Regions from separate parts of the Mus musculus genome. Here all the other regions are linked to region 3. The links are chromatin contacts, called in public Hi-C, HiCAR-type and promoter capture Hi-C maps. All regions are on one chromosome and are shown on one strand. The core of a region is the stretch at or near the end of the contact, and the rest is flanking DNA. Distances in the headings are between cores, read along the strand shown. Region 1 holds the start of Map7d1 (MAP7 domain containing 1). Region 2 holds the start of Psmb2 (proteasome (prosome, macropain) subunit, beta type 2). Region 3 holds the start of 1700086P04Rik (a long non-coding RNA gene). Region 4 holds the start of Ago1 (argonaute RISC catalytic subunit 1). Region 5 holds the start of Sfpq (splicing factor proline/glutamine rich (polypyrimidine tract binding protein associated)). Region 6 holds the start of Ago3 (argonaute RISC catalytic subunit 3).

Region 1 (4,354 bases), core at 770-3,269, 2.8 Mb before region 3:
AAACAAGGCATGATCCTGACCCAACCTGTCCTGTAACTCCATCTAGATCCCTGTGAATAGAAGAGTTTTCTCATCCAGACCTCTGCATGTGGCCTTCCGCACTCACCTAGGCCCTCAAGTACAGCCAAGCATCCCACCCCTGCCCCCATACACAGTCTGGGCCACTCATCCAAGTGCCCTAATTATAAACCAGCCCCGGCTAAGGCTGTGTCCCTGCCCTCATTTGGGCTCTCGTGCACACCCCAGTGCCATGAACTCTCAGGTGCAAAATACCAGTAAGCAGATGGCTAGACCAGGCTGGGCCTCCCTAGGTGTCCCCTCTCAGGCTCCGTGGAACCAAGACAAACTGGACCACCCTCGTTGCCAGCACAGTCTGTAAACCTCCAGAAGCCCACCAATCTCCACCTACATGTCATAGATCCCCACCAAGCACCACGAAGACACAGGGAGGAGCCCACCCACAGCCAAGCAGCCCCCACCTCATCCTGGGTGCTCTCCACCCCTATAGATGCTCTCAATCCGGGGCTCCACACCCCAGGGGGCAGGGAGGTGACAGGATTAGGCTGGGAACTCTCTGGAAATGTGGGGATGACTGTGTGAGTGGATCAGGACTTGGGTCCTCAGTAATCAAGCTTTTCCCTCCCCTTCCAGGAAGAAAGAGTCCTCCCTCCAACACGGGGCCCAACCAGAATTCTGTCCCCACCCCCTCGTCAGCTGCTCCCAGATAGAATGGGGTTTGCAGAAGTCCAGAACACTGGTGGTTGGTGGGGTGAGGGGTGGAAAGGAGAGCTTTGGTGGTCTAGGGCATTGAGACTCTGTGTGTGTGTGTGTGTGTGTGTGTGTGTGTAAAGCATCCAAAAACCCTCAGTCTGAGGGAATGATGTGGCATGTAGGGAGTGCCATCCTTGAGCGGTCACCTCATTCTACAGAGTCCGGCCCAAAGAAGTGACGTGGTGCCGGCAGACCTCTGTCACTCCTGTCCCAAATCAGACTGGGTGGGCTCTGAAGTAGGCCTGGCTTTTGGGAAGGCGGCCCACTCCCCAGCTCCCACCCGCGCCCCAAACAATACCGCCTCCCCCTCCCCCTCGCCTTTATCCGGCGGGTTACTTGGCAGCCACCGCTAAAGACCTCCCCCTCGTCTCCCTCCCCTCCTGGTCGGCCCACAACAGCAACAGGCCCTTTGCGCGGCAGCTGGACGGATGGGGTGGGGGCGAGGTCTGGGCCAGGGCCTGGGCGTGGGGGTACGAGGGCCTAGCTTCGGTATGCATAGTTCCAGACCTGAGAATCTGGTACCCTAACACACATATTAAGACTAAGGTCACACGTGCCCGCGGAGGATGGAGAAGACAGTAGCTCCAGCTCAGTAAAAGAGGATCTTCAGAGTCTGGGGTGGATCTCGAAGGAGAGTGGGGGTGGGGACGAGAGGATAGCACCAGGCTGCGGCAGAAGGGTCACCCCATCGAATCCCTAGCCGGGTTCCCACGGATCCCGATGCCCCGTGCTTCCCGGCGCGGAGGTTGGGGGGAGGAGGCAGCTGTCAGAAGATGCGTCCGTGGCCCGGAGCCTCGGCAGCGGCCACAGCCTTTATTTTTAAACTTCTAAGTGGTCAGAGGGCGCGGGGGGGAGGGGTCCCCGCCCAGCCGCCAGCCTCATCCTCGGCCGCCCTGCGGCTACTCGGTCCCCCTCCGGGCTCGCTCTTGTGTGGCTCCCGGCTTACCTGCGGGTGCGCCCGGGCCGGGCTCCACACGCGGGCCACTCTCCATGGCTGCGGCGTCACTGGAGGTTTTGGGGGAGGGTCTCAGCCGCGACGGCGGCGACGGCCGGAGGCCAGGACCAGGGTCCCGCGGCGCATCCCGCCCGGCCCGCCCAGCGGGCAAAGACCCAGAGGCGGCGGCGTTCCGAGTGGGAGAGGTAGAGGCCGGTGGCTAACGAAGCTCTGAGTAGCCAGCTACCCGAGGTCGGTCCTCCGCGACCGCGATTCTGCTCCTTTGCCCCGCGCCGGCCCAGTCCTGGTCGCGGCCCAACCCTATTGTACCGCCCGGGCTGGGCCTGGCCTCTCCGAATGTACCAAGTGCGCGGGGGATGACCGCCCCCGCAGTGATGGAGTACGGAGCCACCACGGGCACAACCAGAGGGCTCCGACACCGCCCTGCGATGCAGCTCCCGGAACTTCACGATGCTCCTTCTGTGGTCGCCGCAGGGCGGACGCCGAGCTGGGGGCACGCTGCTGGCCACACTGACTCCCCCTGCGGCCGCGCGTTGGTACGTGCCGCGCGCCTGAAGACTATGTAGGGAGCTCTCGGGTGACTCACCGGCCGCTGGGACTAGGGGAGTGGGGTGCTGGGTTAGGATCCCCTATTCTCTCTCTGGATGCTGGAGGCTCTAGCGTGCAGTCTAAATTCTCTCCCAAGCCTGCCTCAGACAAAAATCTTTATTGGGGGGGGGGCGTTGCAACGCCTGAAGAACGGTCTCATGGAGACTCCTAAAAGGGCTATCCTTTCTCTTTTCTGGTGATGGCTGCGAAGGCGCTTTTCCTCTTGCACCCTAGGGTTGGTGTCTTCTCTGTTTCTCTGGGAGTAATTACAACCCTGTAAGGCGCTTTACTCAGGTCTCTAATCTGCTGGGGCCCTCCCTGATCCAAACTGGGTGGTCCTAGCCTAGAGCCTCCCCTACCTTCATCAGAAGACCCCCATCCCCCGCCCCCACATCTCTCCAGAAGGATTTTTCTTTCCTACGGCTCGTCGCGATAAAGAGTAGTAAGCCTCACTTCACCCTCCTCCCCGAAAATACTCGGGGCTCTGGAGTGGGCTCTCCTATCTCCTGTTTCAATGCCCGCCCGCTGAGGTGAGGGCTTCGAGCCAAGTCGGGCTTGGCTTCGGACAGGGTGCAGGGAGCTTGCTGGGAAGGTGGATCGATAGTAGAGGTACTGGTGCAGAGAGGACCAGACTGGAGGGAGGAAGGAGGGGCCGCTGGGCTCTGCCTATCCTAGCCCTGCTCTTTGTCCTGACCTGGAGGTCATTTCTCTAGTTGTCCACAGATTAGGGCCAGGGAGGCACTGTCTCCCTGTCTCTCCTTCCCCTTCCTAACCACTGGACCCTCCTTCCTTAGAGCACCTCCACAGAACAGTCATTCCAAGGGAGAGGGCAGGGAGTACGATTCAGGGAAAGGGAGAAGTTTCAGGCAACCTAGCAGCAGTTTCTATCCCAGTAGTAAGTAACTGGCGCTTTGAACCCTGGGGGGAGGGGGGAGGGAAGATTCGCCCGAGGTGGAGGCTGAGTGACTTTAGAAAAGGATGGTGCTAAAGGCCAGCAACGAGAGTGACACGTCTCCTGAAACTCTAAAGTTGATAAACAGCAGTAGTGATGTGGGGGTGCAGTGCAGCCCACAGTGGCTGCCTAGCGTGCACTAAGCCCTGGGCTCGGATTTCCAGCACTACATCAAGCAGGCGTGATGGCACAGGCGTGATGGCACAGGCCGGCAATCTCGGCACTTGGAAGGTGGAGGCTGGAGGATCAGACTTTCAAGACAGGCTTCAGGGGGAAAAACAGCTTGGTGGGTAAAGGTGCTTTCAGCCAAACCTGATGATCTGAGTTGGATTCCTGGGACCCACATGGTAGAAGAGAACGAATTTCTGCAAGTTGCTCTCTGATCTCTGCACTCCTATGTAGAATTAAGAATGTACTTCATCCCGGGAGGCAGGTTTCTGAGTTCAAGGCTAATCTGGTCTGCGGATTGAGTTCCAAGACAGCCAGGGCTACACAGAGAAACCAACACACAAACACACACACACACACACACACACACACATAAATAAATAAATAAATAAACAAACAAAAGAAAAAATATATTTAGATTGGGACTCACTGTGTAGCCCTGGCTGGCCTGTAACTCACCCAGTGTACCAGAATGGCCTCCAATTCACAGAGATCCACCTTCTTTCTCCCTGGTGCTAGAATTAAAGGCACATGCCACCAATTTTTAAAAGTAAGGAATATAATAAAACTCCCTTTAAATAGTATTATAATATTTAAATAGTATTTATAATAATAAATAAAAACCCCTGGTTATGGGGCAATTTTGAGGGCAATTGGGATGTATGAGATATGCTTCACAATAAATAAAAAAATTAAATTAAATGGTGCCATGAAGTATTTTGAGGGTCATTGTAAAGATTAAGTAAGACAATGGAAATGAAGTACTTAGCATAGGGCCTGGTATATAGGAAGTGCTGAGTACATATGATGATGACGATGATGGGAACTCAGATATAAAAGAGGATGAAGATGACATTCCATATTTGCTGTTAGTCATCCCATCTGCAGGATGAGGTGATCACATGGATACTAGAGTCCAT
Region 2 (3,952 bases), core at 1,231-3,730, 2.4 Mb before region 3:
TGTCCTTAGGCACATTCCACTTTCTCTTTTGTTTTGAAGTGGGGTCTTTTGAGGCCTTGAACGTCACCATTCATGCCAGATTGGCTGGCCCATGAGTTCCCAGGGACCCCCTGGCCTGCACCCCTCATTTCCCCATCACTGAGGCTACAGGCACATAGCACTGTGTGAGGCCTGTGGGTTCCAGAGCTTTGAGCTGAGGTCCTCAAGCTTGTGAAATAAACACTTTACTGATGGTGCCATCACCTCAGCCCCATCTCATTCTTTGGAATAGATGAGTAGTGTATCACTGTGTGCCATTAGCAGCATATGTAAAACATCTCTACTTAAACATGGAAGTTGGTCCTCTTTTCATCACTACCGCAGTGGTGCAACACATTAGTCTGTGCAGAAATGTTTTGATTATTGTGCAGACATTCCTTTGGATACATTCGAAAGATAATGTATATTTAATAAACTCTATTTTGTGGTTTTTTTTTTGTTTTTTTTTTTTTTTTGAGACAGGGTTTTTCTGTGTAGCCCTGATTGCCCTGGAACTTGCTCTGTAGACCAGGCTGGCCTCAAACTCAGAGATCGGTCTGCCTCTGCCTTCAGACTGTTGGAATTAAAGGTGTGCACCACACTGACTGGCAAAAAGGTTTTATTATTAAAGTACGGTCCTAGTTACAGGTTTTACTGCTGGGATGAACTATCATGACCAAAAGACAAGTTGAGGAGGAAACAGCTTATACTTCCATGGCACTGTTCAATACTGAAGGAAGTCAGGAGAGCAACTCAAACAGGTCAAGCTCCTGGGGGCAGGAGCTGATGTAGAGGCCTTACGGGGGAGGGGGATGCTCACCGGCTTGCTTCCCATGGCTTGCTCAGCCTGCTTTCTTATAGAACCCAGGACCACCAGCTCAGGGACAGCACCACCCATAATGGGTTGGTTCTCCCTCGTCAATCACTAATTAAGAAAAGCCTTATAGCTGGACCTTATGGAGGCATTTTCTCAATTAAGGGTTGCCTCATTTCACATAGCTCTAGTCTGTGTCAAGTTGACAGAGGACTAGCCGGCACAAGTATATTAACTGTACAAAGTCACAAGTTTCACTAAGACATTTCTATATGCAGTTTAATTGTAGTCTCTCCTCTATTACCCTTTCTATTGTTAAAAGAATTATTTTTACTTTATGTGTTATGGGGTTTTGGCCTGAATGTATGTGTGTGCATCAAGTGTGTGAAGTGCCTTCAGAGGACAGAGATACACCAGAGTTGCTGATAGCTGTCTTCCAGTTGCCTTATGGGTACTGGAAATTGATTCCAGGTCTTCCAGAAGAGCAGCCAGTGTTCTTAAGCACGGGTCCATCTCTCCAGTCCATCCCTAATTTCCTATCTTACTCTTTCCAAAATATTTCATGTAGGGCATGTGGATCAGGAATTTAATTCTAGCACTGATGAGTTAGAGGAAGGCAGATTTTTGTGAATTTGAAGTTAGTCTGGTCAACACAATTAAATTAGTTCCAGGACAACCAAGGCTACATAGTAGTAATACCCCATCTCTCAAAAAAGGCCGGGTGGTGGTGTCACAATACATTAATCCCAGCACTCAGAAAGCAGAGGCAGGTGGATCTCTGAGTTCGAGGTCAGCCTAGTCTATAAGAGTGAGTTTCAGAGTAGCCAAGAAATCCTGTCGGGACAAATCAAAATATAAAAAATAAGTAAATAAAAGTGAACATTTAAAAATTTGTTGGGATGAGGAACTTTGGGGAGGGGGGCAATGGCTGGAGTGTAAATAAATACTTTTTTTTCCCATTTTTATTAGGTATTTAGCTCATTTACATTAATAAATACATTTTTAAAATAATATTTTAAATGTAATGAAACAGAAGTATAGTAAAATATTTAAATTTAAAATTTTTTTTAAAAATTATTTGTATTGGGGATGAACGCGCTAGTGTGATGGTCAGAGGAAAACTTTGGGGAGTCTGTTCTTTCTACCGTGGGTTCGAGGGACAGGCTTGACTAACGTGCTTTCTGCCTCTGTCTATCCAGTACTAGGATTTCAAGAGGGAACCACCGCCAAGTAGGTTTTTTGTTTGTTTGTTTGTTTTGCTTTTGAGATGTGTTGTCCTAGGCTGCTCCCCTGGTCCTTAACTCTATGGCTCGGGGAAATTGTTCTTCAATCTGGCTTGCAGGGAAAATTTTCCCGTTTGTTTAACGAGCAAGGAAATGAAAACCAGAAAGCTGAAGACCTCCTCTCCTCTGTAGCACCCACACGTGCTGGTACTTCTTACACAGGGTACGGCTTGATTTGCGTGCAAACTCTAAAATTCGACTTGGTAGATAAGGAAACGCAACGCCCCATCACCCACAGCTACGTTTCCAAACCACACCTCTAGACCAGCCCACTCCGCAATCTCAGCGCGGAAAAGCACCCAAGCTCCCGCCTGCTCTCTCGCGAGAGGTGACGTCATTGGGCCGCGCCAGTGACTGGGCCGTCGCGCGTCTTGCGTCACCCCCAGCTCAGTCCGGGTGTGCTGTCTCACTGGTGAGGTCGTGTACCCGGGAAGTGTCCCTGTCCGTGGCCTCTGCAGCCTCCCGCTTCCCGGCACCATGGAGTACCTCATTGGCATCCAGGGCCCAGACTATGTCCTCGTCGCTTCCGACCGAGTGGCCGCCAGCAATATTGTCCAGATGAAGGACGGTGAGAGGAAGCAGGGGGAGGCCCGGCGGGCCTGGCTGGAGGGGCAGTCGGCGGGAGTTGGTGAAGGGGACCGTGGGCCTCCCTCTGGGCAGCTTGGAAGATGGAGCCCAGTGTGCTCTGCCCTGCTGGCACTGCAGGATTGAGAAGCCGGGGGAGCCGGCAGACAAGCTTAGGGCTCTAGTTTGGGATTCTGGGTCAGATGAGGCTTGCTAGGTGAGAGTTGCTCAGCGTGAGGGAATTAAGTTTATGAGAGCTCAAGTGTGTGCCCGGCGCCTCCAATTTCTGAATTTCTGGCAAGTTTCAGTCGCCCCAGATAGAAGTTATAATTTGTGGGTGCCCTAAGGTGGGATCTTGGGGAGAGTGAGACTCCCCAGAGTTTGGCATTTCCACTCTGCTTCCGCTGTCTTCAGTGGCTCACCTCAGAGCCTCTTCCGCCTTTCCCTGGCTGCTAGATTTTACTTGTCGTTAAATAGTGGAATGCAGCAGAGATGGCCTCTCTTTATTTGCTCTGTGAGTTTTGTACGTTATTTTTTTTCCCGTGCCCAGATTTTCTTATCTCTCAAATTACTAATAACCAACTCAAAACTTGTTGAGAGGATTGAGTGAAGGAGTTAGCATTGGACAAACACTTAACAAACTGAAGCATATATGTATCAGGTGTGTCCATCGTTAACATTTTAATTTGTTAAAAGTTTGGCTCTACTATGTGCCCTTCTTGCAGTTAGTTTTGGAGACAGAATATGTATAACTAAGATGTATAGATATAGTATATATTATATATAACACACATGCATATATATGTGTGTGTGTGTACATATATGTGTGCGTATACATATCTATGTATGTGTATATATGTATGTGTGTGTGTGTATATGTGTGTATATGTACAAAACTTTCTTAAGGAGATGTTGAAATAACTCAGTAGTAAAGATGCTTTTGCCCAGGCTTCACAACCGGAGTTTGGTCCCAGAACCCAGATGGCAGAGGAAGAGACCCCACCCCAACATCCTGCAGGTTGTCCTCTGACCTGTGCACCTGTTCTGTGGCAATGTGCACCTGTGCAGAACAAGAGAGAGAGTCTCTAAATAAATAAATAAAAATTTTAAAATTATCAAAGAAAAAGTTTCTAAGCTTACAGGTGGTAGAACCTAGGTTCAAATCTGTGTAATTTGGGACTGAGTCTACAATTCAGTGGCAACATATGTTTCGACCATATACAAGGCCCCAGCCTCAGCACTCCAAAAACAAGTTAGTAGACATTATGCAAAA
Region 3 (4,412 bases), core at 1,120-3,619:
GTTGCCTGCGACACAGCCTACATTTTTCTCCTTTCTCCTACCTGCTCCAGCCTCTCTGGCAGTTGGACTGAGCCTGTGTGACCACTTCTGGCTAACAGTTCTGTGAGAAACTGAGGCGTTTAGTTGTTGATGAACAGCCTCCAGCCCTCTCTCTCTTGTTGGGGCAAACTGAATGTGGAGCTGAGCGTCTGGAGAATCTCTAAGTGTAAAAGAAAAGTTAACAACTGGGTGTGACAGCACGCAACTTTTATCCCAGCTTGTGGGAGGCAGAGGCAGGAGCATCTCTCTTAGATCAGGGCCAGACTGGTCCACACAGTGAGTTCCAGAACAGCCAGAAATTGCCATAGTGGGACACTTGTCTCAAAAAAAAAAAAGAATTTTTTAAGTAAGTAACTTAGCTTGGAGAAGGCAGGCCTTGACTCTCTGACAAACAGTTGATAAAAGCAACAGCAGCAGAGAGGGTTGATTTTGGCTCTCAGTTTGAGTGGACAGGCTGTCATGGAGGAGGAATCTTGGTCACAGGAGGTCCTGCTTACATTGTATCCATAGTCAGGAAGCAGAGAGAGAGAGCTGGTGTTCAGCTTCGTCCTCCTGTCGACTCAGTCCCAGAACCTCTGCCCATGGGACGGTGCCACTATTCACCTTCTTCATTTCAGCTACTGGGAAACCATTCTTACGGACACAAGCAGAGATGTGCCTTTGTGGTGATTCTAAATCCAACCAAATTGATAGCAAAGAGTAACCATCAAGGCAGGTTTCCACGGGTGGGGAAAATATGTCCTGCGTTAAAGCCATCGAGCTATTTAGAATATTTGTTAACACGACAGACAGAGCCTAGCCGAGTGTCATACAGACCCAGCAAGAGCTGGAGCTGGTGACGTGTTCACGGAAGTGTGTTTTAGCTATCTAGCATTAAACCTCTTTTCTTCTTAAGGAAAACTACCCTTCTGCCCTACACACACACACACACACACACACACACACACACACACACACACACACACAAAGTCCTGGTGTTGTCAATTCCAGCCGTCATATTTTTCTGTCCTTCTCTTTCTTGGGTTCTTGGCAGCATTTGTCACAATTGACGGCTGACCACTTCCTCTTGCAAACAAATTGTCTTGGCATCTATGACATCACACCTGCTTGATCATCTATGACATCATACCTTCTTAGGCCACTAGACCCTGTTCTTAGTTTTCATTACCGGACATTTCTTCCAATGGGCTTCGTTTGCTGTGTTGTTGTAATCTCAAAAGTTTAAAGAGTTGCGGATCTGGTTTTAAGTATTGGCCAGGAAAAAAAAATCAAACAACTTACTATGTTCACATATCTGTTCCTACATTGCACGATCCCCACCCCCATCTCCTTAAGGCATGCTAGACAAGTGAATCACTGTAAGCCTTCACTGCCATTCCTTATTAATAACAAGACACTGTTTTTATCTTTAAAGAAAGATGCATCAAGATGATTGTTTTAACCAATGAGATTCAAGCAAAACTGGGCAGAACTTCCTAAGCAGTCTTCTTAAAATAAGACATTTTTCTTCCCACCGTTTGGAATATGGCAGAATGAGGTGAGCTTAAGACAGAAGCTTGAACTGTCGATCTTCGGACATATTTTTCATGGAAAGAAAATTCTCTATCATAAGCCTCCCTCTCTCATTTCTCTAAGCCAAAATCTAATCCTGACCTGGCTTTGCTGCTGTTGAAGGTATTTGCTTTTCTCATCACCAAGCCTAAGGGTCTTTTGTTAGAGGAACTGGGGAAGGGGGACTGAAAGAAACCATTTCTAGAAGCGAAATTGTTGGGCCTCTTTCTACCAACAGTGACTAACCAGAGTACCTGAGAGATACAGCTTAGGAGTAAGTTCACTAGTTGACAGAAAACAGCAAATGCTAGAATGAAAACTCTGGACTCATTCTTGAAGATAGGGGAGCCTGCCTGTCTTATCTAGAAGTGCGGCTCACTTTGAGGATCTTCAATGAGTGACTATATTCCTTACCACTTAATGGCTAGCATCAACAGAAATGTTGGGCGGTGGATCGGCGGGAATCACTACCAGATCAACGCTCGTCTTCTTTTTACAGACGAAATGAAGGCATCCTCATTGAAAAGAAGACCCCTGACTCCTGGACAAGGAACGGAGGGTGGAGCCTGTGCAAAATATGGCTGCGCCGGACCACCTGACCGCAGAAGGCGGGGCTTCGCCGCAGCCTGCAGGCCCCGCCCTCCAGGCCCCGCCCAGCTCCTCTCGCGGGGCCGCGCGGGTTGTGAGGTGTCTGAGGCCGGCGCCTGCGCAGTTGCCCGCGGCGCGCGGGGCGGAGGCTTTATAACCACTTCGTAGCGGCTGGTCGGCTTCTGTCTCTGGGAGGACTGCCGAGGCGGTGGCGGCGGCGGCGGCGGCCGGGGCGCCGGCTGGGAGGGGGCGCTGAGGCGGGAGCTACGGCGGCGCTGGGCGCCCCTGGCTCCTCAGCCTCTGCGGGCCATGGGCTCCGAGAAGGACTCCGAGTCGCCGCGCTCCACCTCGCTCCATGCGGCCGCCCCCGACCCTAAGTGCCGCAGCGGCGGCCGGCGCCGGCGCCTCACCTTCCACAGCGTCTTCTCCGCCTCGGCCCGCGGCCGCCGCGCCCGGACCAAGCCTCAGGCCGAACCGCCGCCCCCGGCTGCGCCGCCGCCGCCGCCGCCGCCCGCTCCGGCCCCGGTTGAGGCTCAGGCCCCGCCGGTGGAAGCTCTGCCCTCCGAGCCCGCTGCCGAGGCTGAGGCGGAGGCCGTGGCTGCCGGGCCGGAGGAGGACGAGGCGGCGGAGGGCGGCGGCGCGGAGGAGGTGGAGTGCCCGCTGTGCCTGGTGCGCCTGCCGCCCGAGCGGGCCCCGCGCCTCCTCAGCTGCCCGCATCGCTCGTGCCGGGACTGCCTCCGCCACTACCTGCGCCTGGAGATCAGCGAGAGCCGCGTGCCCATCAGCTGCCCCGAGTGCAGCGAGCGGCTCAACCCACACGACATCCGTCTGCTGCTGGCCGACCCGCCGCTCATGCACAAGTACGAAGAGTTCATGCTGCGCCGGTACCTGGCCTCGGACCCCGACTGCCGCTGGTGTCCGGCCCCTGACTGCGGGTGAGCGCGGGGGCGTGGCCGCGGGGGTCGTCCCGGGTGCAACGGGTGTCACACACCTTGAGGGAGGAGAGGATGGTGCCCAGCAGGAGGTAGAGGACGGACGATCACGAGTAACCGACCCTCAGACCAGCCTTGCAACCGGTCTGATGGCACTCAGCACCCTATACCTACTTGCTTGAGGTGGCTTGAGGTGGTGGCTGAGTGCTAAGAGAAGGGAACTGTCCATTAAGTCAGAATATCCGGGTGAGCAGGGGTTTTTTTTGTTTTGTTTTGTTTTCTTTCTCTTTGCCCAGGAAGGGAGAGGTGTGTGTATGTGCGTGTTATCGTAATGATTGAGAAGGAATATTTGTTATAGGAGAGAGAATGAAAATGTCCTACTGAAGGGGCCGCGCTTCCGAGGGGTGTGTCCATATGGCTAGGGGCGCACTTAGCAGCAGCATTGCAGAAGGCGTGTTCTTCCACACAACCGCTGCTGAAAGTTGAGATGCAGATGATGAGAGAAGGCAGCTCACTAACAGCTCTAGGGGCACCCTGGGCACTGCGTGCTGTGCTAAGCCACTGGCAGGCACCTTGTGGTTCCTAACGTGCTGCCGAGGGCAAAGTCACAACAGACTTTTTGACCAGAAAAATCAATAGGGCTCAGAGGCGGTGTCTACCCAGAAGTTGATCTGGTGTGAGAAAATGTGTTTGCCTACCTTTTCAGTCTTGAAATCTGTATGACAGTCTTTTTAATGTTCCATGTATGCTTGATTTCAAAGGTCAGTGAGTTAAAATACTCTTTAGAGCAGGAATTACTGATTTCTCTGTCTGAAGCTTTCAGTGGAGGTCCTCCACCCCCTTTCTTTAAAACAAAACAAAACAAAAAACTTGGTTGTCTCTATCATTCCAATATATGAATGGTCAAATGCAGCCAAGAAGGGGCTCTTCAGTGTGATGGGGAGTCAGACTGCCATTACCTGTTCTGTGACCTTGGACAGATTAATTATATTCTTGTGTGTCATGTTTTGGGGGCAGAAGACTCTCGGGCACTTGCAGCGCCTAGTGTAAAGGTAATGCTAGTAAAAAGGTATGTGAACCCTTGCTTCAAAGGATTTAAAGGCTTTTAATTGTAGCCTGTGTATCAAGGCTGAGCTGAGATTCCAGGATGCTGCCATTTGTCTCCCCTTCAGAAGGAACTGTGTACTCAGAAGTGCCAGACTTGTTGGGAAGTGGGTGTGTTTAACCTCACTGAGTTTCTAAATTACTCGGAGATGTGGTCAAAGGTACCCAGATGGCTTTCACTTTCTGTTTATCGAATAC
Region 4 (4,475 bases), core at 149-2,648, 2.6 Mb before region 3:
TCGCTCTGTAGACAAGGCTGACCTTGAATTCATTCATCTGCCTGCCTCTGCCTCCCCAGCGCTGGGATTAAAGGCGTGCGCCACCAGTGTGTCTGCCTAACAACTTGTTTCTATCAGGCAGACAAGCTTGGCAGCTTTGAGTCTAATGACATGCTCCTGACGTGGGAAAAGATCCACTAGGAAACAGGAGGCACAGGTATATAGAGAGATTATATTGTGATATAGAGTCAATTCATGGAAAAGGAGGGCACTATCTTCAGATTAAAAGCTCCCATCTCTTCTCAGGAGTGGTCTAGAAACTTGAAAAACATGTGGGCCTAGTTTCTCAGTGACCAACACTTTCCTAAGGCCTATCTTCTGAGAGAAGTAGCTCATAAAGCAAGGCTTTGGTCCCCGTCCATCCTCATGCAGCAGAAAATGCACTCTGGCAGTTGACCTCGACCCTTTCTTTGACAAACTGCTACTCCGGGGTTTAAGGACCAAGTGTCAGAGACCGCCCCCCACCCTTCCCCCAAGACAGAAGGCAATTCCCATTTGTACTACGCAAACAGAATCTGCGAGACTGCACACTCCTCCTAAACCCAGGGGCACAGGAGGGATACTCCAACAGCCACGCCCCCACCACATAGGGCAGCCCTTCAGGCTGGTACCTCCGCGCATGCTCCCGCGCCACCACTCAAGTCCCCAATCTAAGGGGGGAAATCCCTGGTCTAAATCCCCACCCACCGCCCCCTGACCCTCACCCCCGCTTCAGGCCCAGCTGGGCGGAGCTCAGAGGCCAGCCCCGGCGCCTACTCCCCAGAGACATTAGCTTAGCCCAGCCCAGCACGGCCGAGCCCCCGCCCCCCGACAGGCGGTAGTTCCAGGCCCATCTGTGTCGCCCCCCTCCTCTCCAGGACACCTGGAGCCCGCCCCCCTGCCACCTGCCGGGCCTCCCCATAGGCCTCCCCAGACCTCACGGAAGGACACCGTGCATTCAGGCCCTTCTCCCAGGTTACTTCTCACCCTCGGGACAGTATACTGCTTCCTAGGACAAACAGCCCGGGTCTCAGATCTTCACATGGTTCTCAGCCGGAACTGCATACAACCCCCTTCAAAATGGGCCCCCCATCCCCTGAGAGCCCCTCTCCTCACTCTGCAACCATGCTCTATGCCGCGAGAGCCTATAGGGCTTTGGAATACACACTGCTCCCAGTCCCCGAGGGCCCTTACCTGCTCCCGAGGGTCCCGCTTCCATCCCATATACCCGTGCGGAGGACAGGCGGCCGGGAGACTGAGGAGTCCAGCGTGAGGGGCCTAGGTACCTCGCACTTGCACTGCTCGGGCTCCCGGGCCGGGCTCGGCTCCCCCCCGAAGCCCGGCCGCTCGCGCTGTCGCCCCCGCAGCCTCCGTTGCCGCCGCCGCGGAGCCTGCAGCAGCTCCCCCTGCTAGCGCCCGAGTAGCTGCCAGTGCGCAGGCGCGACCGATGGGCCCATGGGGCGGACGGGAACGAGTCAAGCGGGGCGCTCGACGGCAACAAAGGCCAATGGAGAGGGGCGGGGGCGCGGGGACCGTGCAGCGGCCTCTGGCGGCCACTCGTAGCCGTGCAGCCTGGCGGGAGGGCTCCAGTGGCGGAGCCGCGCAGTGGCGTAAGAGGGGAGGGGCTGGGCGACACCCCTTCCCCGGCTGCAGCCTGGGGCCCTGTCTTTTCCCTAAACAGATCTCTGGAAACCTATCCACAGCCCCGCTATCAACACAGAGCCTGGCTCCCACCCATTCCCCGACCCTCTCCCCCTCCAACACCCAATCACTCAAAGGCCCTGCCTCCCACCTCTCCCAATCACCCTCACCCTTAAGTCTTGACTGCCTCTGCTAAGTCAGTCTTTCTGTGTCCCTAGTCGCTGATCTCATTAATGCCACCCACCCTTCCAGGCTGCGTGCCTGGCGCTGAGACCACAAATGTGTTAGAAACCTTGCCTATTCTGGCCGGTGTAACAGTTTTGACACTGACAGAGCTCTCTATCTGCAGGAAGCACCTGCCTCCACTTTTTCGTCTGCAGAACGTTTGCTCCTACCAAATCTCTTAATGACGTTTTGTGTCAAACCCCAAAGGCTAATTTCCTATTATTTCCCTGCAGCATCTGAAACTATATCTCTTCTTAAAAATTAAAAAAAAAAAAGACTTTCCTTGGCTTTCACATTTTCTTAAGTCTCCTAATGTCTGTCCTGAAGAGCTTTCTTCAGTGGCTCCTCTTGTTTTGTTCACTGTAGTGACCTGAATTTTATATTCTACTCTCCCCTTGCCTCTTCACAGCTTCATCCACTTTTAATGCCCAAATATCTATACGTTACCATGTTGCAGCTTCATATTTCCTACTGTCTGCTGGACAGCTCCAGCTGGATCTAACAATTCAAACTTAAGTCCAAACCTAACCCTTTCTTTTTCCCCTACAAAATACATATATTTGTCCTGTCTCAGTGAACTGCATCTCCATGCCAAAAATATCAGCTCCTGTCTCCCTTGTCTATTTGCTATATTCAACTGTGTCTTGACATGCTTACCTTATGAAGTGCTCTCAAAGCATTCCCTGTCATTCTCATAGTCTCTAGTGTGGGTACCCTTTTCTTACCTTGCCAGAAGCACCACAGCTAATTCCTTGATCGTCTCACATAACCTTCTCATTTGGTCTGCTGCACTGATGGGGTAATTACAGAGAGACCCAGCTCAAACGTAACTTACACACACACACACACACACACACACACACAAACGCACGCACACACACACACACACACACATTTTTTTGAGACAGGGTCTCACTATGTGCTCTTGGCTGGCCTGAGACTTGTTATATAGATCAGGTTAGCCTTCAAATCACAGTATTCAGTTTCTTCTGCCTCCCAGGTGCTGGAATGAAAGCTGGCCACCACCACTCCCAGCTTCTATGTATTTTCAATGTTCACCTTACATCAGATGCTATACAAAGGAGAAGGAGTTTAGGAGATGGATGATGTTCACACCTTACTAGTGAGATGAACTTAAAGACATTCATTTTAGTATGCCTAGCTTCCTTTCAGCTTGTGAGTTGCCTTCGGAGTGAGTCATAGGCCTTATGCTGAGTAAAAGGATGTATGTCTCAGGTGGGTGGGGTAGCGCAGGCCTTTATCCCAGCACTGATAAGGCAGAGGCAGGCAGAACTCTGTGAGTTCAAGGCCAGTCTGGTCTACTTAGTGTGAGTTCTGGGACATCCAAGACTACAGAGTGAGACCCTATCTCAAACAAACAAACAAACAAACAAACAAGCAAACAAACCTCTCTCTCTCTCTCTCTCTCTCTCTCTCTCTCTCTCTCTCTGTGTGTGTGTGTGTGTGTGTGTGTGTGTGTGTGTGTGTGTAATAACTTTTCAGATGATGCAGATATGGCTAAGCTGGGGGCCACACTAAGGACTAGTGCTCTCCAGGGACTAAGAAGAAAGCTCTAGAGCTGGCTTGTCTTGGCTTCAATCCTTAGCCTGCCACTCACTAATTATGCAACATTAGACAAACCATTTTGCTTTTCTGTTTCTCACTTTCCTCTTGTGTAAAATGGTGGTGCTGTAGTAGCTACATCATTGGCTGTTTTGAACATTACAAGAATTAATAAAACTTCAGAACAGAGCCCAAAGGGATGGGACCACAGGAGCAGCTGCTATCAGTCACTATCTGCCTCCCACACAATAAGTTCCTAAAAGATGGATCATATCAGATACATTTCTGCCTCATTCGCTGTTAAGCAAATATGTGCCTATGATAATTAGTAAATTTGGATTTAGCTGAATTAAATAGAGCATAGAGAAAACAAAAAACAACGTTTAGAAATAGCAAGACATTTGGCCTGAGTTAAGACCTTTGCCTGGGTTAAGTGAGTGGGAAGGAAAGCATTCCCCAAAAGCCTGAGTCTCCCTCTGAGTCTCCTTCTGTTAAGACTCAGCCTTATGTTTATTTTAAGGAAAGGAACTGATCACTCCTTTGACTGACCTCCAAAGGGTACAGTGGTGTCACACTCTGGCCCAGCTGTCAGAGTTTTTCTGCAGACAGACTGCCCCCACCATTATGATGCCCACCCCCATCTCAGCTAAGAAAAGGGGTAGAAGGAAATTCAGAGAGCACTTTGTTTTTCAGGCTGACACACTCAGGGTCTCTGGTTTTTAATTATTAAATTATGTTTTGTTTTGTGTGTTCACACCGTAGCATATATGTGGAAGTCAGAGGGCAATCTAGGTCACAGTTACCAATTTCAGGTCATGAAGCTCAGTGGTGGGTGCATCTTGCTGGCCACTCATTAGCTCTAAATATACATCCCTGGAACTCTACTGGCGCACTCTCTTCCCCATTCAACCCTTTCATTGTCCACTGCCAACACACAGAGGCCTACCATCTGTGGGTACCAGTCTACTCACCTTTCCTCTCACAACTTCTTAGAACTGAAATAGGAAGAATGACAGAAAAAAGAAAAG
Region 5 (4,265 bases), core at 1,000-3,499, 2.0 Mb before region 3:
CCATTTGTAATGGGATCTGATGCCCTCTTCTGCTGTGTGTGAAGACAGCAACAGTGTACTCACATAAAATAAATAAATAAATCTTTATTTAAAAAACAAAACAAAACAAAACAAAACAAAACCAAGACTTCAAAGCTAAGTGTGTAGCTTACACCTTTCATTTCAGCACTTAGGAGGCAGAGGCAGGTAGATCTCTGTGAGTTCAAGGGCAGCTTGTTCTACATAGTGAGCTCCAGCACAGCCAGGGTTATACAGAGATAAAAATAAAAATAAGGAGACACAATAACTAGGAGGGGCATTAAAGGGTATAGGTATCAGGAAGCTGCGGGTGAAGGGTTGTGTCTGCATGGTAGACAGTTGCCTCCCTTGGTTTTCAAGGTCTGAGGGAAGAATGGGGGTTGTAGTTTGTGGGCACATGCATCTGTGGACATGTGTGGACCCCAAGGTCAACTTAGTTTTCAGGAGTTGGTTCTCTCCTTTCACCTTGTGGGTCTGAGTGACTGAACTCAAACTGTCAAGCTGGTAGCCGGACCTGTATGTGATGAACCAACCATCCTCCTGGCTCAACACTATTGGGGTTGGGAAATCTGAAGGAAAAGAGATGCTGCCAGCTGCTTGTTTTCATACCAGTACTTATTGATACCTAAATATCATAAAACAAAAGAAAACAACAACAAAACATTAGTGTTGTGGGCTGAGAGTTGAATCTAGGGCCTCAAGCCCTTTATGACTGAGTTATGGCCTCAGCCATGCATAAACATTTTTTTTTTTCAACAGTGTTTCACTATGTATCTTTCTTGCTGGCCTGAAACTCACTGTGTAGACCAGGCTGGCCTAGAACTCAAGAGATATGACTGCTTCTACCACATGCCTGATGGGATCAAAGGCATGCACCAGCCCCATCCCGGTTAAAACCCAATGTTCATGAAGCTTTAAAGGGAGGGAATAAAAAGGAAATCTCGGCTGACCTGGTGGATGCATGCTTTTAGTCCCAGCACCTGGGAGGCAGAGGCAGGTGGAGGGCTGAGTTTGAGGCCAGTCTGGTCTACAGAAGTAGTTCTAGGACAGCCAGGGCTATGCAGAGTAACCCCGTCTTGAACAAAATCAAAAACAATTTCCTCTCCCATGATTTGTGCTTGTAAATTGTTACTGTACACACACATGGAGTCACATCTACCTCATTTACCCTTCTGCTGGAGAATAAAGTGAGTCTTCTGCATGTCACACAAGCCAGAACCCCAAAGGCTGTGTCCTCAGCTCTCTCCATACTTTTCCCTCTTGGACAAAGACTGCATTCACTCAAACCTAATGGCAAATTTTATAGTATTACAACAAACGTGTTGCTATGAAATAATGTTTTTTTTTTTCCCTTTTTTTTTTTTTTTTTTTTTTTTTTTTGGTTTTTCAAGACAGGGTTTCTCTGTATAGCCCTGGCTGTCCTGGAACTCACACCCGGCTTCCTTTTTCTTAAATCTTTACTTTTATTTATTCATTAATTTTTTTGGAGGCAGGGTTTCTTTGTGCAGTCCTGGCTGTCCTGGAATTTACTATGCAGCCCAGGCTGGCTTTGAACTTGGAGTCCTTTCTGCTTCCAGAGTGCTAGGATTAAAGGCATATGCCAAAACAACCGGGGCTTCTATTTTATTTTATTATTTTTATTTTATTACGTTTCATGTAGCCCAAGCTGGTTTTGAACTCAATGTAATTGATAATGTAAAGATAAACTTGCAGTCCTGATTACTAGTGCCTCCTCCTCCCAAATTTTGGGCTCACGTGTTTGCCAATCTGCTAGCCTTTGATAGGGTTTCAATAAAAGTAAAACCGTTGAGATTAAACTCTGTGAAATTGACTCTAACTTCATTGGCGTAGGAATAAGAGACAGCACAAGTTCAATTTATAACCTTGAACCCAGCGAAGATGTTAGCCAAGAATAGCGGACTACTCATAAGAGGAAAGAAAATAGCCTTTCAGCGCTATCAGGAGCTGATAGGGCCCTGGATATTTAATTTCACGCGAAAGTTGCAGGGCATGCCCATTCAAATTTCTTCCAACAAATCACAAAGGCGTATAGACACTTTCTTATCCGTTTATTGGTCAAATGGAAATCCCAGCCCTCCCTACCTCCCGCCTCTCACTAGGGAGCCAATTGGAAAAACTTAGGTTTCATCATCAAGTACTGTACTTGCTATTGGCTGTCCGAGCTGTCAATCTAGGGAAGGCGGGCCAGGCCGAACTGTCCTATTTAAGAAGAGGACAAAGGCGGCGCGCAGCTTGTGTCGTCCGCCATTTTGTGCTCAGCAAGGTGGCAACCACGTTCCCTGAGCGACTTCTCCGCTTCTGCCTCGACCGCCCCTTGACTACAGCTATGTCTCGGGATCGGTTCCGGAGTCGCGGTGGCGGCGGTGGAGGCTTTCACCGGCGTGGAGGAGGTGGCGGCCGCGGCGGCCTTCACGACTTCCGCTCTCCGCCGCCGGGCATGGGCCTCAACCAGAACCGCGGCCCCATGGGCCCGGGCCCTGGCGGCCCGAAGCCGCCGCTCCCGCCTCCACCTCCTCACCAGCAGCAGCAGCAGCCGCCGCCGCAGCAGCCTCCGCCGCAGCAGCCGCCGCCGCACCAGCAGCCGCCGCCGCACCAGCCGCCCCATCAACAGCCCCCGCCTCCGCCGCAGGAATCCAAGCCCGTCGTCCCCCAAGGCCCCGGCTCGGCGCCGGGGGTGAGCAGTGCGCCTCCGCCGGCGGTCTCGGCTCCGCCCGCCAACCCCCCGACCACCGGCGCCCCTCCGGGCCCTGGTCCAACCCCGACTCCGCCGCCCGCCGTCCCCTCCACCGCCCCCGGACCGCCTCCCCCATCGACGCCGAGCAGCGGAGTCTCGACCACCCCTCCACAGACCGGCGGCCCTCCGCCACCGCCCGCCGGGGGCGCCGGGCCGGGGCCTAAGCCGGGGCCAGGCCCTGGCGGTCCAAAAGGCGGCAAGATGCCCGGTGGGCCTAAGCCTGGAGGTGGCCCGGGCATGGGCGCTCCTGGTGGCCACCCGAAGCCACCACACCGAGGTGGCGGCGAGCCCCGTGGGGGCCGGCAGCATCATGCGCCCTACCACCAGCAGCACCACCAGGGGCCCCCTCCCGGCGGACCGGGACCGCGCACGGAGGAGAAGATCTCCGACTCGGAGGTGAGCGGGTTCTCGAGCAAAGCCGTCCGTTTCCCTAAGATGGCGGCGCCTGCCTACCCTCGGCGTTTTTTTTTCCTCTTCCCCCCCGCCCGCAGCCTAGAGGGCCTCCATTTTGTCCCCTGCCGGAAGCGCTCCTGCGCATGCTTGCGCAGGCGGGGCGGACGCGCGGCGGGCTGTGGAGGCCGCTAGGGATTGGCTTCCAGCGGGAGGGCATCCTCACGTCTTGGCGGTAATCCGCTAGAGGCTAGCGGTCCGGTCCCTTGGGACCCAACTAGTGCACGTCGGAGGCCTCTGTTTGGGAGAAAACAGGGCAACTTGGTGCTGTCTTCCTAGTCTGCATTTAGAGCTATTTGTTGACGTCAGAGGTGTATTGATTGGCGTTTGCTGATAAAGAGGCGATGTGTTTCAAAGCATTTTGTATACTCTGCTTCATATGGATTAGAGTTAGTGATCCTGTTGGATCCCCAAATATGGTTCAACCTGCTAGCCCTCATGGGAAAAAAGGGAGATCGTTAACGAATGCACGATGGCCTACTTTGGGACCACTAGACTTTTCCTGCTTTGGTGTATGAATTCCGTCCGATTTCTTTATTAGGGATTTAAAGCCAACTTGTCTCTCTTGCGGAGGCCTGGAGAAAAAACTTACACACAGCGCTGTCGGTTGTTTGTGGGGAATCTACCTGCTGATATCACAGAGGATGAATTCAAAAGACTGTTTGCTAAATACGGAGAACCCGGAGAAGTTTTTATCAACAAAGGCAAAGGGTTCGGGTTCATTAAGCTTGTGAGTGTAATTTTTTTCCCTTTTGTGAAAGTTTTTAGGCATGCTTTTAAATGGGAAGAATTAACGAGCCTTTAAGTTTTTTTCATCAATAGAAATCAGAATAGTGTGCATTGGGGCAGGACCTCAAAGACAGACCTTTAGCCCTCGGGGTGTTGGGAGGAGGCTTGAAGAAAGCTCTTAAGCGGTAGAAGTGGGAAGGGTTATTAAAAAATTGAGCACTAGCCAGTTTGGAAGTTGTTAAAAGTATTTCTGATATTTGCAGGAATCTAGAGCCTTGGCTGAAATCGCCAAAGCTGAGCTTGATGATACTCC
Region 6 (4,099 bases), core at 1,520-4,019, 2.6 Mb before region 3:
ATTGCACTAAAAGGAAAACAGAATTTGAGAACCAAAATTTCAGTACTAACCTAATAGACTGTTAGAAAGCACCTATATCTATTTTTTTCAAATTTAAAATTTATTATATTGCTTTATGTGTATGAATGTTTTACCAGCACATATGTATGTGCACCATATGCATGCCTGATGCCCTTGGAGGTCAGGAGAGGGCATCAGATCCCCTGGGACTGAAGTTATAGTTTTGAGCTACCACATGGTGCTAGGAACCAAACCCGGGTCCTCTGCTGAAACAGCAAGTGCTCTTACTTGCTGAGCCATCTCTCCAGCCCACATAGCTAAAAAATGTCAAATCTGAATTTAAAACCTAGTTGTCTATTTTCCTAAGTATGTTTCAATTTCACATTCACTGTAACAATTACATAAAAATCGCAAGAACAACACAAAAAACTCTCTCTCCCTTTTTCTCTCTGTTTCTCCTTCCTTCCTTCTTTCTTTCCTTCCTTCCTTCCGAAGGGTCTCACTATGTAGCTTTGGCTGGCCTAGAACTCACTATGTAGACTAGACTGGCCTCTAAATCACAGAAACCCAGGTGTTGAGGTTAAAGCCATGGGTCGCTGCACCCAACCAAAAGAATCATTTTGATGGTAACAACCTTGAGCCTGATAGTAAACAACAGCCAGTCACACATAAACTTCACTGAAGAACAAATTCTATGTTTCAAGATGGCCAAGCATGGCTGGTAGAACTGTTTTGTTTGTTTTTATTCAATGAACAACAATTTGGTTGTTTTGTTGTTTGTTTAGACAAGGTCTCACTAAGTAGCCCCAGCTGGCCTAGAACTCTTTATGTAAATCAGGCGGGCCTCCAACTCACAAAGATTGAACCATCTCTGCCTCCTGAATGTTGGGACCGAGGTGTGAGCCACCATTGCCAAACTAGTTAATAAATCTTAACTATACCTTCCCTGATGGGAAGACATCAACTGCTCTATATTTTATCAAAACAACACCCAAAAAGAAAAGGTACATTTTACTGAGTCAGGCTTAGCTAATTGTATCAACTGAGTAGTTGGCCCTATATCACAAATAATCAACACATGTCAATATTTTCACATAAAAAGCCCAAATAGGGAAAATACTCAATTTGGGGGAAAGCTCTTCAAAAGTTTTAGGTAGATGATTAACACAACCTTAAATGTCATATTTAGTTTTCCAGGCTTGGCAACAGGGTAGCTATGTAAAAATCAGAGAGCTGGAAATAATCAGATTATCTTATAAAGTAAAAGCAGTACAGACAGAATGTAAACTTTTAAAGCATAGAAAATACAGTCTGGAAACACACATATTGATAATAAGAGTCCAAAACTTCACAGCCTAGACATATTTCACTGTTAAGAAAATATGAGAAAAAAAATGGAACATAGAAAGGGAAAAAATGGTAGACACTGAGTAGAAAGAAATTCCACATAATAAAGGAAATGCCTTTTTGTATCCCTTCGACAATTATGCCCTGAACTGATTTGAAGGCCTTCTATGTTGCTAGTTTTAGTTTTGGGTTTTTTTTTTTCTCTTATATTTGGGGACCTTTCAAATTGGCAAGATGAGATATGAAATTCAGTGACTTGCTAGGACATAATAACAAGGCAATCCCCCAAATATATGAAAACAATATATTACTGATCTTGTGGATGGAGAGAACTTTCAAACTGGAGAACAGGGTGACTGCTGGGCCAGCAGGCCGTTATGTAACACCTATTTCATGTTACTCTATCAACTACTTTAGAATCGCTGACTACTTTTTCCTTTTTAAAGACAAGCACTATCCAGGCCGGCTTCCTTTCTCAAGACCTCTTTTTTTTTTTTTTTTTTTTTTCCTCAAGAGACAAATCCTAAATTCCAGATTTCCTGTGCAGGGAATAGAAAATAGAGGGGAAATAGTGTCAGCATCCTGAAGCTCTGCCTTCTAGTAAGCAGTGGTCCAGAGCGACAGGACATCTCCGAGCTCCTCAGAAACTACACACTCAGACACTGAGAACCAGGGGTGGGAGCAATGCCATCTTGCATCTGACGTCGCCCGAGCACCAATTAGAAACGTAATCATTGATTATCTCAGAGTATCCTCAAACTACACTAATAGGTAGATAAGGGTTATGCCTGACTTGTTCTGCATCCATGGGACACACGACCCGGTTAAAGGACAAGCGCGCCCTTTATATTTCCAACAAGAATTCCAAAAGCAAGGGCAAACTTCTCTCCATTCTCAGGGGAAAGCACTCTAGGGGGATGTCATCACCTACAGAACTCCAAACTTAAGCCCTCCTTGTAGTTTCGCCAACTCAATGACCCCAAGAGTGTAGGTCCCTGGGCTGTGGAGAGGACACCCGCATCGGGCCTGAAAGCCCGCAACTCCCTCACTATGTGCGCTGACAGCACCTGAAGTGGAAGGAACAAGGATGCTCAGGGGACAACATCGGGGTAACGACCCCACCTGCCCTGTCCCGCAGCTCGCCTCACCTGCGGAGCCGATTTCCATTCATGGAGCTGGGGGGAGTGCTTCACGAGAGAAGGGTGCCACCACAGAGGCGAGGAGCGGACGCCCTCGGAAAGCTCCGGGCACAAGAGGCACAGTCGGGAGAGACAGACAGCCTGCAGCGAGGTAAGAGCGGCGACAGTCCTGAGTGAGGACGCTGGAACCAGGTCCGGAACTTGCGTCGCCCACAGATGCTGACGCGTGCAGCTTCCCGACCCGCCAGCCGCCCCGCCGCCGCAGCCGCTCGCTTTTCCCGGTCGCCCCCGGAAGCCCGCTCGCGTCACTTCCGCTCTCCGGATCCCGCCCCGCTCTCCCTCCGGGTCGGCAGCTCGCCTGGAGCCAGAGCCTTGCGGGAGCAACAAGGTCTGGGGATCTGTGGGCGGGTGAGCCGGTGCCTGGCTGGGGCGGAGCCGCGGATGGGCGGTCGCCCTGCACCCGCTGTGCCTGACGGCGACAATCCCGAGCGAGAGGCCAGCTTTCCCCGTGCCAGCCTCCCGGGTGAGGACCGCTGCTTGAGGCGACATCGCTGCCTGCCCGCGGAGCTTACCTGAGGTACATCCTACCTGAGAGTGGCGGGTGACCAGCCAAGGGCATCCTCCCTCCCAGCTCCGTCTGCCACACCCGCTTGGAGCACGTGCACTAGGCGGTGACCACAAGTTCAATATAGTTTTTAAACGGATGAACAAGAAACGGGATGTTCCATGTATACCAGATGGAATTACGTTTATGTTTAAACAGTCTCCCAATACGTTGAGGAACCTAAACGACCTTCCGGTGTTTAAACACCTGCTAAACCTTCTCTTCCTTGGGACTCGAGACTTTTACAGCTAAATTGGTCAGCCTCCAGTTTCCCCGATCCGATCCAGTCTGGTGCTTTTCTGCTGACTTGGAACCTTTGGGAGACTAGACCCAGCTCATTATCCGGCAAATAGTCCGTCTTTTAAAAATACTTGGCTTCGTGAAACCAGATACTTCATGCAAGCTTAGCAATGATTCAGTATTTTTCCCCGTGTCCCAATGAACCAGTAATGTTTTGACATATATTTCTTTTTTAAAAAAGAGAATTGAGAAAGATTTTATTTTCACGATCCCTTCCCTCCCCGTTTTGGGTTTTTGGATTAGTCACTTTATCTTTGGACTTTAGTTTCCTCATCAGAAAAACTGAAAGGAAAACAAAAAACAAAAACCTCCCAAATGTTAGTAACAAAAATATTTACAATAGTTACAATTTTGAGGTACTTAATAAATATGCTGACTACATAATAAACATTTAATACATGGAAGTGACTCCAAGCCACATCTAGCACACCAATTCTGCCTCTCTTCCTGTTGACTGAAAAGAAATACTCTTATCACTTTTAAAATATCACATCCTCAGATGAATGAGCACATCTTAAAAGTCATGTTCAAGCTCTGATTATATACAATCCATATTGACCTAAGCCATAAGAACTAAATCTCAGACTTGTGGAAGGACCTATCCTACCCCCAATCTCTTGATTCTGGAACTAGTTCTTTGAATGAATGCAAGCTCAACTAGCTTCCAGAAAAACATGGTGTGGTGACAAACAGCATGCTTTTATTTGTT

What was found. Promoter capture Hi-C pulls out the DNA fragments that hold promoters and counts their contacts. A called contact is a pair of places that touch in the nucleus more often than the background predicts. HiCAR-type assays count read pairs that join an accessible place to other places.
Region 1: a Hi-C map of B cells shows a contact between it and region 3, with 5 read pairs. The contact joins the promoter of Map7d1 here to the promoter of 1700086P04Rik in region 3. A contact is called at or near these places in 2 of 39 promoter capture datasets (hippocampal neurons and pre-B cells), 1 of 484 Hi-C or Micro-C datasets (B cells) and 1 of 115 datasets of contacts at active chromatin or transcription factors (large pre-B cells).
Region 2: a contact with region 3 is called in a promoter capture Hi-C map of hippocampal neurons, with 8 times the contacts expected there. The contact joins the promoter of Psmb2 here to the promoter of 1700086P04Rik in region 3. A contact is called at or near these places in 4 of 39 promoter capture datasets (cranial neural crest, hippocampal neurons, liver and 1 more) and 1 of 484 Hi-C or Micro-C datasets (B cells).
Region 4: a contact with region 3 is called in a HiCAR-type map of astrocytes, with 3 times the contacts expected there. The contact joins the promoter of Ago1 here to the promoter of 1700086P04Rik in region 3. A contact is called at or near these places in 1 of 39 promoter capture datasets (cranial neural crest) and 1 of 115 datasets of contacts at active chromatin or transcription factors (astrocytes).
Region 5: a promoter capture Hi-C map of pre-B cells shows a contact between it and region 3, with 4 times the contacts expected there. The contact joins the promoter of Sfpq here to the promoter of 1700086P04Rik in region 3. A contact is called at or near these places in 3 of 39 promoter capture datasets (hippocampal neurons, liver and pre-B cells).
Region 6: a promoter capture Hi-C map of the C10 cell line shows a contact between it and region 3, with 5 times the contacts expected there. The contact joins the promoter of Ago3 here to the promoter of 1700086P04Rik in region 3.

What each region holds. Positions count from the first base shown.
Region 1 is chr4:126,254,300-126,258,653 of GRCm38.p6, forward strand. It overlaps Map7d1 (MAP7 domain containing 1), which reads right to left and starts at 2,020. Exons shown (of 18, transcript NM_001347198.1): 1 at 1,718-2,020. The coding sequence starts at 1,763.
Region 2 is chr4:126,675,163-126,679,114 of GRCm38.p6, forward strand. It overlaps Psmb2 (proteasome (prosome, macropain) subunit, beta type 2), which reads left to right and starts at 2,481. Exons shown (of 6, transcript NM_011970.4): 1 at 2,481-2,683. The coding sequence starts at 2,593.
Region 3 is chr4:129,055,784-129,060,195 of GRCm38.p6, forward strand. 1700086P04Rik (a long non-coding RNA gene) reads right to left here and starts at 2,370. Exons shown (of 2, transcript XR_868180.3): 1 at 2,005-2,370. Rnf19b (ring finger protein 19B) reads left to right here and starts at 2,361. Exons shown (of 9, transcript NM_029219.2): 1 at 2,361-3,113. The coding sequence starts at 2,488.
Region 4 is chr4:126,467,185-126,471,659 of GRCm38.p6, forward strand. It overlaps Ago1 (argonaute RISC catalytic subunit 1), which reads right to left and starts at 1,399. Exons shown (of 19, transcript NM_153403.3): 1 at 1,213-1,399. The coding sequence starts at 1,237.
Region 5 is chr4:127,019,052-127,023,316 of GRCm38.p6, forward strand. It overlaps Sfpq (splicing factor proline/glutamine rich (polypyrimidine tract binding protein associated)), which reads left to right and starts at 2,250. Exons shown (of 10, transcript NM_023603.3): 1 at 2,250-3,169; 2 at 3,765-3,953; 3 at 4,216-4,265. The coding sequence starts at 2,366.
Region 6 is chr4:126,426,773-126,430,871 of GRCm38.p6, forward strand. Ago3 (argonaute RISC catalytic subunit 3) reads right to left here and starts at 2,770. Exons shown (of 19, transcript NM_153402.2): 1 at 2,496-2,770. The coding sequence starts at 2,514.